Regions from separate parts of the Gossypium hirsutum genome. Here regions 1 and 3 are each linked to region 2. The links are chromatin contacts, called in public Hi-C maps. All regions are on one chromosome and are shown on one strand. The core of a region is the stretch at or near the end of the contact, and the rest is flanking DNA. Distances in the headings are between cores, read along the strand shown.

Region 1 (2,888 bases), core at 159-2,658, 130 kb after region 2:
TGGAGGTAAGCCATCTTGATTTACCCTTATCTTAAAAGCACGACTGTCTTAAAACTTTTTCATTCATCTATGCATAATTTTGCAGAGGGTCCTTGTAGAAACACTTTGGCCAGTTTGCAACGTGATTACAAACTGAATTTCCAGTACGAGGGGAAAGTCTGATCTCAGCCATTTACTGTGGTAGGTTATATTGGCAAGTCATCAATTTTGTCCACTTTTAACTCATCTTAGTTACAAGGAAACGAACTTTTTAGAGAGCATCATGTTGTTGTACAGTTTTCGCGAAAACTGATAAGCTTGGTGATCCCATTTGGGTTCTTAATATAAGGGATAAAGTCCAGACATTTGGTCCGAGAAAGGCCAACTTATCCATATAAGATTAGTCGGATTGGGTAGAACCAAGAGGAATAATTCATGTCTTTTGTCATATTGGATTTCAAATGCTTTAGAGCTTACCAGATGATTGTAGAAATTGGTGTATTGTGGGTTTCTCTAGTTTATTATTTTATTTTTAGGAGGGAAATTAAGGAGCATGGATGATGGATCGTCTCTGACGTTTCCGAGGCAGCTAGCTTGGGGAAGGTCGGTTGTTTCGTTCATGAGCTTGTATAAATACTAAAATTTCATTTTTATATTTATTTTTCACCGTCGTCATGGGCATGTTAGGAACTCATCCCTTGGGTGGGTCTGCCGACATGTGGCCCATATTTGGTAAAAAAACACCTTTATGGTCCCTGAATAAATTGGTCTCTAAAAAAATCAAAATAATTTAATCATTATCAATTTCAAAAGTAAGTAAAAAAGGACAATCACAACATTAATACTTGGTCTTGATTTAATAAATTTAGCTTACAGTATTTACTTAAAATATATAAACATTGAGAGTTAAGTTATTATACCAATTAAAAGTAGTTATAATTGACAAGGGAAGGTTATTAGTTGTCCTTAATTATTTAATTTCAAAATGTATAGGGATTATGTCAGAAGAGGTGGTTTTACCCCATATTTCTAACATGACTATAGTTAAGAGTAATTGAAAAATGGAAGTGTTGGATTCTTATTTCTTATTATTCATGAATAAGATTGAGATTGATGCCCTAGTTCCAACTTAAAAAACATTGTCCGTTAGCTCCATCTAAAAGCTTTTAGTGATCACTATATTATTCTGAGATTCCTTCACGCCTATCTATTTGCTCATATGGAGATCATAATAAGATGTTTATAATCCCCAACGAAAGCTAATTGCTAATTTTTAGAGGAGGATCAACCATAAAACACATTCCGAGGTGCTTGTGTTGTGAAGTGTAGCATTGAGCATCCCCCCCGGCCACTCCCCTTCTCTTCGTTCAATGTTAGTACCATCTATCTTAGTATATTATACATCATTCTTGTAATGCAAACCATCCCCAGACCAGACAAGCCAGCTACATATTCCAAGAATTAACCTTTTTCTTCCGTATGCTTACAACTGCAGTCAGACTGATTATTTCACTAGGAACCAAATCAACAAATGTTTTTACTATAAATAGAGTCTTTAATTCACATACTAGAAAATGCCCTAAACCTATACCTCTTTTATGGCCCATCATATTAGAAGTAGAGGTGACTCCATCTTGGATTCATTCTCTTTAACTCCTCTGCCTTATCCTGTTCTGCTAATCCTTTCTCTCACATCTGTATTTCTCGGAATATCAAGTTACCTTAACTACGAATCGGCTGTGGAATCTGCCGACCAGCAAATGAGTTGGGTACTTTTCGCCACACCAGTCGTGTTAATACTCTTGGCACGATGGCTCTCCTCTATGGAAGTCTCTGGTATGCTGTTTGGGTTATCACCCTGGGAACGTATCCGCCGGACTCACCATCACCCTTCTGAAGGTACCTCACCCTGGGCGGTGGCTGCTTTCATTGTGTTGCTGTTAGTCCTGTTGCAGTACCAGTCCATTTTTCGTGAGAGCTGGCTGGTATGATCTTTATATATGTGTGTGTGTGGTACTATAGTTTGAAAAAACTGTGTTGGGATTTCTCTTCTTTAACAGGGTTTTGCCTTGTTAGATCCAACACAATATGTATGCCAGCAACAGTTCTAAATAATACTGCAAAATTTAGGAAAACAAGTTTCTGTAAGACTTGGAATGGATTTTGCTTCATATAGATGTAGTTTTCCATGGTTAAAACTTAAAAAGTAGTTAACAAAATATTAATACAGTAGAATTCTTCTCATCATTTATATGTTTGTCTGCACAGAGATGGTTTCTCCCAAAAATTCGGTGACAGCTCCATCTATGATGGGGACTAGTTCAAATTGGTTCTCTTGTACTATTATACTAATGATTTAGTCTATTTACTAGTAAAAAGAAACAAATAAGACCATTTTAAAAATAAAAATAAAAAGTTATTTATCATTTAACAGAATTAATAATATTTTTAAATTTTGCAAATGAAATGTTTTGTTCAATTTAGTTGAACTGCAAACTAAAATTTAATGTACGGATTGGCGCTCATAAAAGTAACCTTGAAGCTTATGTTGTTTGGGTTCATAGGAAAAAGAAAAATCCTGAAATGAGTTGAGTGTTAGTTTTGTCGTAATTGATCAAGGTTTAGGTACTATTGCGTGTACTATCTTCTCCCAAGCAAACCAAATCCTGCATCCTGGGCTTGAATGAAAGGCAAGGAAACCTTTTTACTAATGAAGTTGTGGAATTGAAATCGCTTACGACTTGTTAATGTGCCTAAAGACAAGTTACCTGTTAACTTATGAATCAAGCAGTGGTAATCATCAGTCAAGTTGATCAAACTAACAATGATGATAAAAACATAGGGCCAGGCAAAAGCACTGTTAAGTTTTGTTTTCTTCCAAGTTTAAGGACAAAAACACACTTTATCAC
Region 2 (2,742 bases), core at 77-2,576:
TATAACCCCATGGTTTATCATCAATGAAAACTGCAAGAGAATGCCAAAATGACCAATAGACTTTTTTTTCTCTACATTTCCTTGCATAGGACCCAATATGCAAAAATATACAGTATATATAACATACAATAACAATCCAACACAAAAAGAGGAGGAAAAAGTTTCCTGATGCTAATATCCCACTGACAAGAGGGCCACATTTGTCCCATTACCTTGATGCCTAAATTTCTGTGCCAAAACTGGCAGTCAGCAGCTCCTCCAGCCATTGTTCCAAGCATGTAAGGATTGATTTCAATAATTTTCTTCACTGATTGTGAAGCTGCCAAATTTTAGGATAGGAAAAGGAATACTAATCAACAATCACGATTCAATTTCTACCCCAACACAACAAAAAAGAAGAAACAAAAGATTGAAAAATTATAGATGTTTTTTTTATGACAAGGTTTAATCTACAATTACCACTAATAGACTATTTCCTAACCAACAAATTTCTGAAAAATAAAAACTAAGGCAAAATACACACAAAAAGTAAGAGAAACATACAGATATAGCCTCCCATGCTAGCTCTAGAATCAGCGGCAACCATGACCCCTTCCTTAAAGATGAAAGCTAGCGTGGTGGTACCCTTAGCAGGTTTTACCATCTGGATAGCTTCTTTTTGAAACCCATCAAACTGCAATACACCGATCACACATAAAATAAGCCCCAAACATCTCCCTTTACACGGGAAACTAATAATGTTGTACCAAATTAGCAGAAATTTTTAACTCACATCAGTAGTGTTTGGGAGATCGAACGACGGAGCAGCCGAAAACCCGTCAACAAGTTCACTGGGAGCACCCCAGACAGGAGCAGCCGATTCTAGTCCGCTGGTGTCAAGCTTCATGATTGGTTCTTTAATTTCTACAAAAGCGCAAGACTGAATCAGAAAATTTGATGCATTTGATGATAATTTCTCCCCCCCCCCCAACCCCCAAAAAAATCAAATTAAAGAACAATACCCTAAGTGAAGAAAATAAATGCTTTCAAAATATTAAAACCGCAAAAGCGAAAACAAAACTGAGGTTGAGAAGAGAACCTTTCCGATGATCCAGACAATAAAAAAAAAAAGGTGAAGTGAGAATGAGATGCAGCAAAGCAAAGCAAACTGAAATATAAGGAGGAAAAAGGGTTGATTTCTACTTTTTCTTCCTCAGTTTTCTTGTGCTACGGGAAACTGGGAAAATCTGCTTGTTTGGGTTGTCTCAGATTGGCCCAAGCTTTGATCCAAAACGGAGATGGGAGTATCGACTTTGTAAACCACACAATTATCCCAGTCCACAGAATCTCTTACAGTTAACAAGATCTATGGGCCAAAGAGCTAGTTTTATGAAATGGGTTGAGCCTTGTTTTTGATAACTTCCAATGCCCATTAAAGATTTCACAAAGATTTGTAACCCTCTAGGTTACAACTTTAACGGGGTAATTGCCCACACTTTAAATCACTAATCATATCAATCTTTTAATTTTAACAATAAATATCAAATTTATATATTTAACTTTAGTTCAATGTGTAATTTTGATACATAAATTTTTATTTTGTGCAATTATGCATATGAAACTTGATTTGCGGTTCATATGTATACATAAAACTTTGATTTTGATTCAATTGTACACATTTAAAGAAATGATTACATACATTTATTTTCATGTCAAATTAATATAATTATTTTGTATACAATATATCAACGTAAAATGGTGTTAATTCATTAATATTTTAATATTTTATAAAAACCTCTCAGTTTGCTATTATGTTCCAATATATTGTCTCAATTGATGTTTCAATAGATATCGAAACTTGGTAGATTAACAAGCGGATTAAAAAATAGTATAGCAAAACAATAAAGTGACACGCAATATTTGTTAACGCAATTTGAATAACAATCTTACTCAATAGAGCTAGATTTTAGTAAACAATGGATCTGGAATCGTAAAAGCTAAAGCTCAATCTACCATTATACAGTGAGGTAATTACAGCCCAACAAAGAACCTCAATTTACAATCACTCAACCCAAACAATCTCACTTACAAAGAAGGTTTACTCTCCAAAAAATGTCTAAAAACAAAGAACGCAATTAACGGTAAGCATTCGATCAAATTGAGTAAACAAATTTCAACTCCATATAAGTTATGGGTTTAGTCATTATACTTTAAATTGATAAGTTTTGTAACACCCTCTACCCAACCCGAATCATTGATTTTGGATATCGAATATTACGACATACAAACACTTAGCATAAATGTTTAAACAATCTGCATATGATCTTTTTTCAACATATCTCTTTTTGTATTATTAAATATTTTCTGAATAAAAGAAATAAAGAAGACATCCAAGAATACAACAGACTTTTAAAATAATGTAAGACATTACAACATAAAAGTTCATTAAAGACAGACTAATCTTGGCATACTATGCTATACGCCTTACTCCTAAGATATCCTCTGAATGCATAATAACCCAATTCACCGTTTCCTAGTTGGCACATTCCTGGCTTGTTCCCTCTTGGCGTACTTACTCTCGTAGCAATACCTGAAACAAGAACAAACACTTTGTAAGTTCACGCGAACTTAGTGAGTGAGTTGTTAGCACAAAATACCTTGGAACCTTTCTAGTTGAATTCCTCATCTTGTAAATTATGGGTCACATCTCTATCTTTGGCAAATACTTTCATAATATCTGATATATACCTATACGCCAACTAC
Region 3 (2,989 bases), core at 103-2,602, 220 kb before region 2:
CTAAAAATGTTAAGCCACAGACTTTCATAAAATTGAAATATGCATTAATTGTTCATTTACAAATGTATTCTTCAGTTATTCAATCTTTTTTCTCGGACTGTCATAAAATCAACTTCAATATTTTCCTCTGACCTATCTTCAAGAAAGCACCAGGTTAAACATATGCAATCAACAACACAAGTAAAATAACAGATCAAGCAACATACCCTTGATTTTGTACGTTAATTCGAACTGCCCAGTCTCCTCCATAGCCACTGTCATCCTCCTTATATTTCAAGAAACTTGTTGCTAGAGTCATATCCTGATCAACCAGAACTTGATGTCCAAAATCCCGTCCATTATGACTTGTCCAACCATATGTGCTCAGATCATCGGAATCTTGGCAAATGTGTCGAATAAAATACCTCCGATCCTTTACACCGAGCCACATTAATCCAGCAACTAGTGACAGAGGAGTCCTGCCAGATACAGTTTGCTAATTAACAACCTCCAATTACAATCACTTTTTAGCCAAAAAAGAATTACCATGCTATTATTCACATGAACTTTATCTCCTCGGTTCAAAATTATAAAGCTAAAGGGAAAAACATATCAAGTTCTAGGAATGTAAAAATATGATATTACCTTGCACGAATCCCAAAATAAACATGAGGACGATAAGTTCCCCAGTATAAGCTCTCCTTATGCTCGCCTTGAAACTGTCACAAATCGAGTGCTCCATTACCAAATAAGTACATATACGTATAAAAAAAATCTATACTCCAATATACTTACATTTATATTCGCGATTTAAAAACTTCTTTTAAAAAAATTTGAAGGAAAAAAGTGAGAAAGGGATAGAAATTCACATTTGGAGTACCTGAGGTAAGTCCATGATTCTGGGAGCTGGAAATGGAGTGACGACTCTAGGTCTACGAGCTTCTTCAGCTATGCTAATGAGATGATTGACTAAAAAGAATATAATTAAGGCGGCGACTATGCCGAAACCTAGAATGATTTTAAGATCAGCGTTGAGGATTCGAAGTGCGGTGCCGTGATCTTTGGTTTTAACTCTGCGGAGTTTGGAGATTGGTTTAGCTTTATTGAAAGCATCATCGTCTTCGTTGACATCGGAGGAGGGTTTGGTTCTGCTTCGAGCGCTCCTTCGACCATCTCCGGTCATTCTCAGATTGGGGTCGGAGAGTTTTTGAGATTAGGGAAATAGGCGTTTTTCTTGCACTGATCGATGGAGGAATGGAGCAACGCAGTGTGTGCGCCAAAAATGGCGGGCAGCTTAGGATTCGGCCCAGCCCATCACGGCTCCCGTCGCCTGTGACGACGACTAACGAGTAATGATTCCGTATCATAGATCACATGTTGGCACGTCACACGATCCAATAACATACGATTTAATTTTTTGAGTAAATTATCCCGGTTTCCCCTCAACTTTGGTTGAAATTACGTTTTTGTTACTGAATTTTCAAAACTTTTAAAATTGCTACTTACATTTCGGGTTTGAACAAAACGATCACCCAACCGTTATCATCTATTACACCATGTTTGGTTGGGTCTATTGGCATAGCCAATACACACCTAATCGGTGGGCCCCACTTAATCTCCCTTCAATCTGTTGTTTGGTTGGTTGTATTGCCATTACGTCCCAAATTTGTTCCTTACCTAATACACCCGGTCCCGTAATAGGTATTCCTCCCATTCAGCACCGATTAGAGAATCCTTACCCATTTCTTGTTTTCGTTTCCTTTTTCTGCCCTCATAGATTTCTGCTTCTTCTTCCATCGGCATTTTAGTTCATCCCCCCGCTCAGCTAAATTACTTCTTCTTCCCTGTTGCTTCATTCATATCCTAAATAGAAAATATTGGGAAAAGAATCCCATAAAATTTTAGGTTGTGATTGATCGCCATCGTCATGGATTCGTAAGCTTTTTTTTTTCATTTTTATTTATATGTTCAATTAATTTTCTGATGTGCGCTTTCAGTCGGCACTCTTCAATTTCCATTCATTCTTAACGGTAGTGCTATTGGGAATCTGCACCTGCACTTACTTGAAGATGCAATTTCTAGCTATCCTTGAACAGAGAACTGGGTATATCCTCTCGCTCTCTTTCTAATTTTCTTCTATTTGTTTTATTCGTTTATTGTTGAATAGTTCTCATTACTATATTTGTAGTTGATTTAAGCTTGTATTTTCATTTCAATCAGAACTGATTTTGGCAATTGAATGCTAGATTGTGTGCCTTGGCATAATTGTTTAATGTCTGCAAGTCATGCAGTTAGTTTTGTAGTGCTTTTGTAGTTATTTTAGCTTTGTAATTTGGAATAACTGTTTTTGAGCTGAAAACTTTTGAGATGGGGGATGTTGCGGCGATAAAAACTTGTGGTTTTGGAAATCTGGGTTTTCATTTTTTGGATTTACAAGAGGTTCTGTTGCATAAAAAGAGATAAATTACATTGTAGTTGTTTACTCATTGAAGTTAATTTCCTAAATTGTGTGCTGAAATTTGGAATCAGTGAAATATTTATTGGTTTGTACTGATTTTAAGCTCAAAATTTGGTTATAAAGTAAAGCAAAAAAGGAGAAAAACAACGAGTTTGGTTGCTACTTTTCTTTCTTTTTAACTTTATTTTATTAGAGGAGAATTTTGTGATATGTAGTCTCTTTGTAAATACCCCAAGATTAAGTTGTGTTATTTGATTAATTTTAATGGAGAGTTGAGCCTTCTCTTTATTAGTGTTGGAAAATAAAACTTTTTGTGAGCATGCTAAAACAGTTTTTAAATTTAACCTTTCAATTAATAGATTAAAAGACATTATAGTTTCGCATTTCAACCATAATATGTTCACTAGTTTAAGTATCTTTTTTGAAATATTGGCTTCAGGTCTCATCATTTCATTTTTTGAACAAATTACAAAACAATTTTATTCTTTATGTGATCTGCATAACTAATTGATGGTTCTGTTTCTCTTCTCTATGCTTCTAATTGATTATGTA

What was found. A called contact is a pair of places that touch in the nucleus more often than the background predicts.
Region 1: a Hi-C map of leaf shows a contact between it and region 2, with 1.9 times the contacts expected there. The contact joins the promoter of LOC107922239 here to the promoter of LOC107922441 in region 2. A contact is called at or near these places in 5 of 34 Hi-C or Micro-C datasets (hypocotyl, leaf and petal).
Region 3: a Hi-C map of leaf shows a contact between it and region 2, with 3 times the contacts expected there. The contact joins the promoter of LOC107922345 here to the promoter of LOC107922441 in region 2. A contact is called at or near these places in 15 of 34 Hi-C or Micro-C datasets (anther, callus, hypocotyl and 3 more).

The regions. Positions count from the first base shown.
Region 1 is chrD01:53,889,402-53,892,289 of Gossypium_hirsutum_v2.1, forward strand. LOC107922239 reads left to right here and starts at 1,409. Exons shown (of 1, transcript XM_016852160.2): 1 at 1,409-2,223. The coding sequence starts at 1,578. The coding sequence ends at 1,970. It overlaps LOC107922238, which reads left to right. Exons shown (of 11, transcript XM_016852159.2): 9 at 1-5; 10 at 86-180; 11 at 516-2,114. The coding sequence ends at 162.
Region 2 is chrD01:53,757,547-53,760,288 of Gossypium_hirsutum_v2.1, forward strand. LOC107922441 (proteasome subunit beta type-5) reads right to left here and starts at 1,327. Exons shown (of 8, transcript XM_016852482.2): 1 at 1,079-1,327; 2 at 773-903; 3 at 544-673; 4 at 213-319. The coding sequence starts at 886.
Region 3 is chrD01:53,539,006-53,541,994 of Gossypium_hirsutum_v2.1, forward strand. It overlaps LOC107922345 (mannosyl-oligosaccharide glucosidase GCS1), which reads right to left and starts at 1,353. Exons shown (of 22, transcript XM_041087422.1): 1 at 860-1,353; 2 at 625-698; 3 at 207-458. The coding sequence starts at 1,162.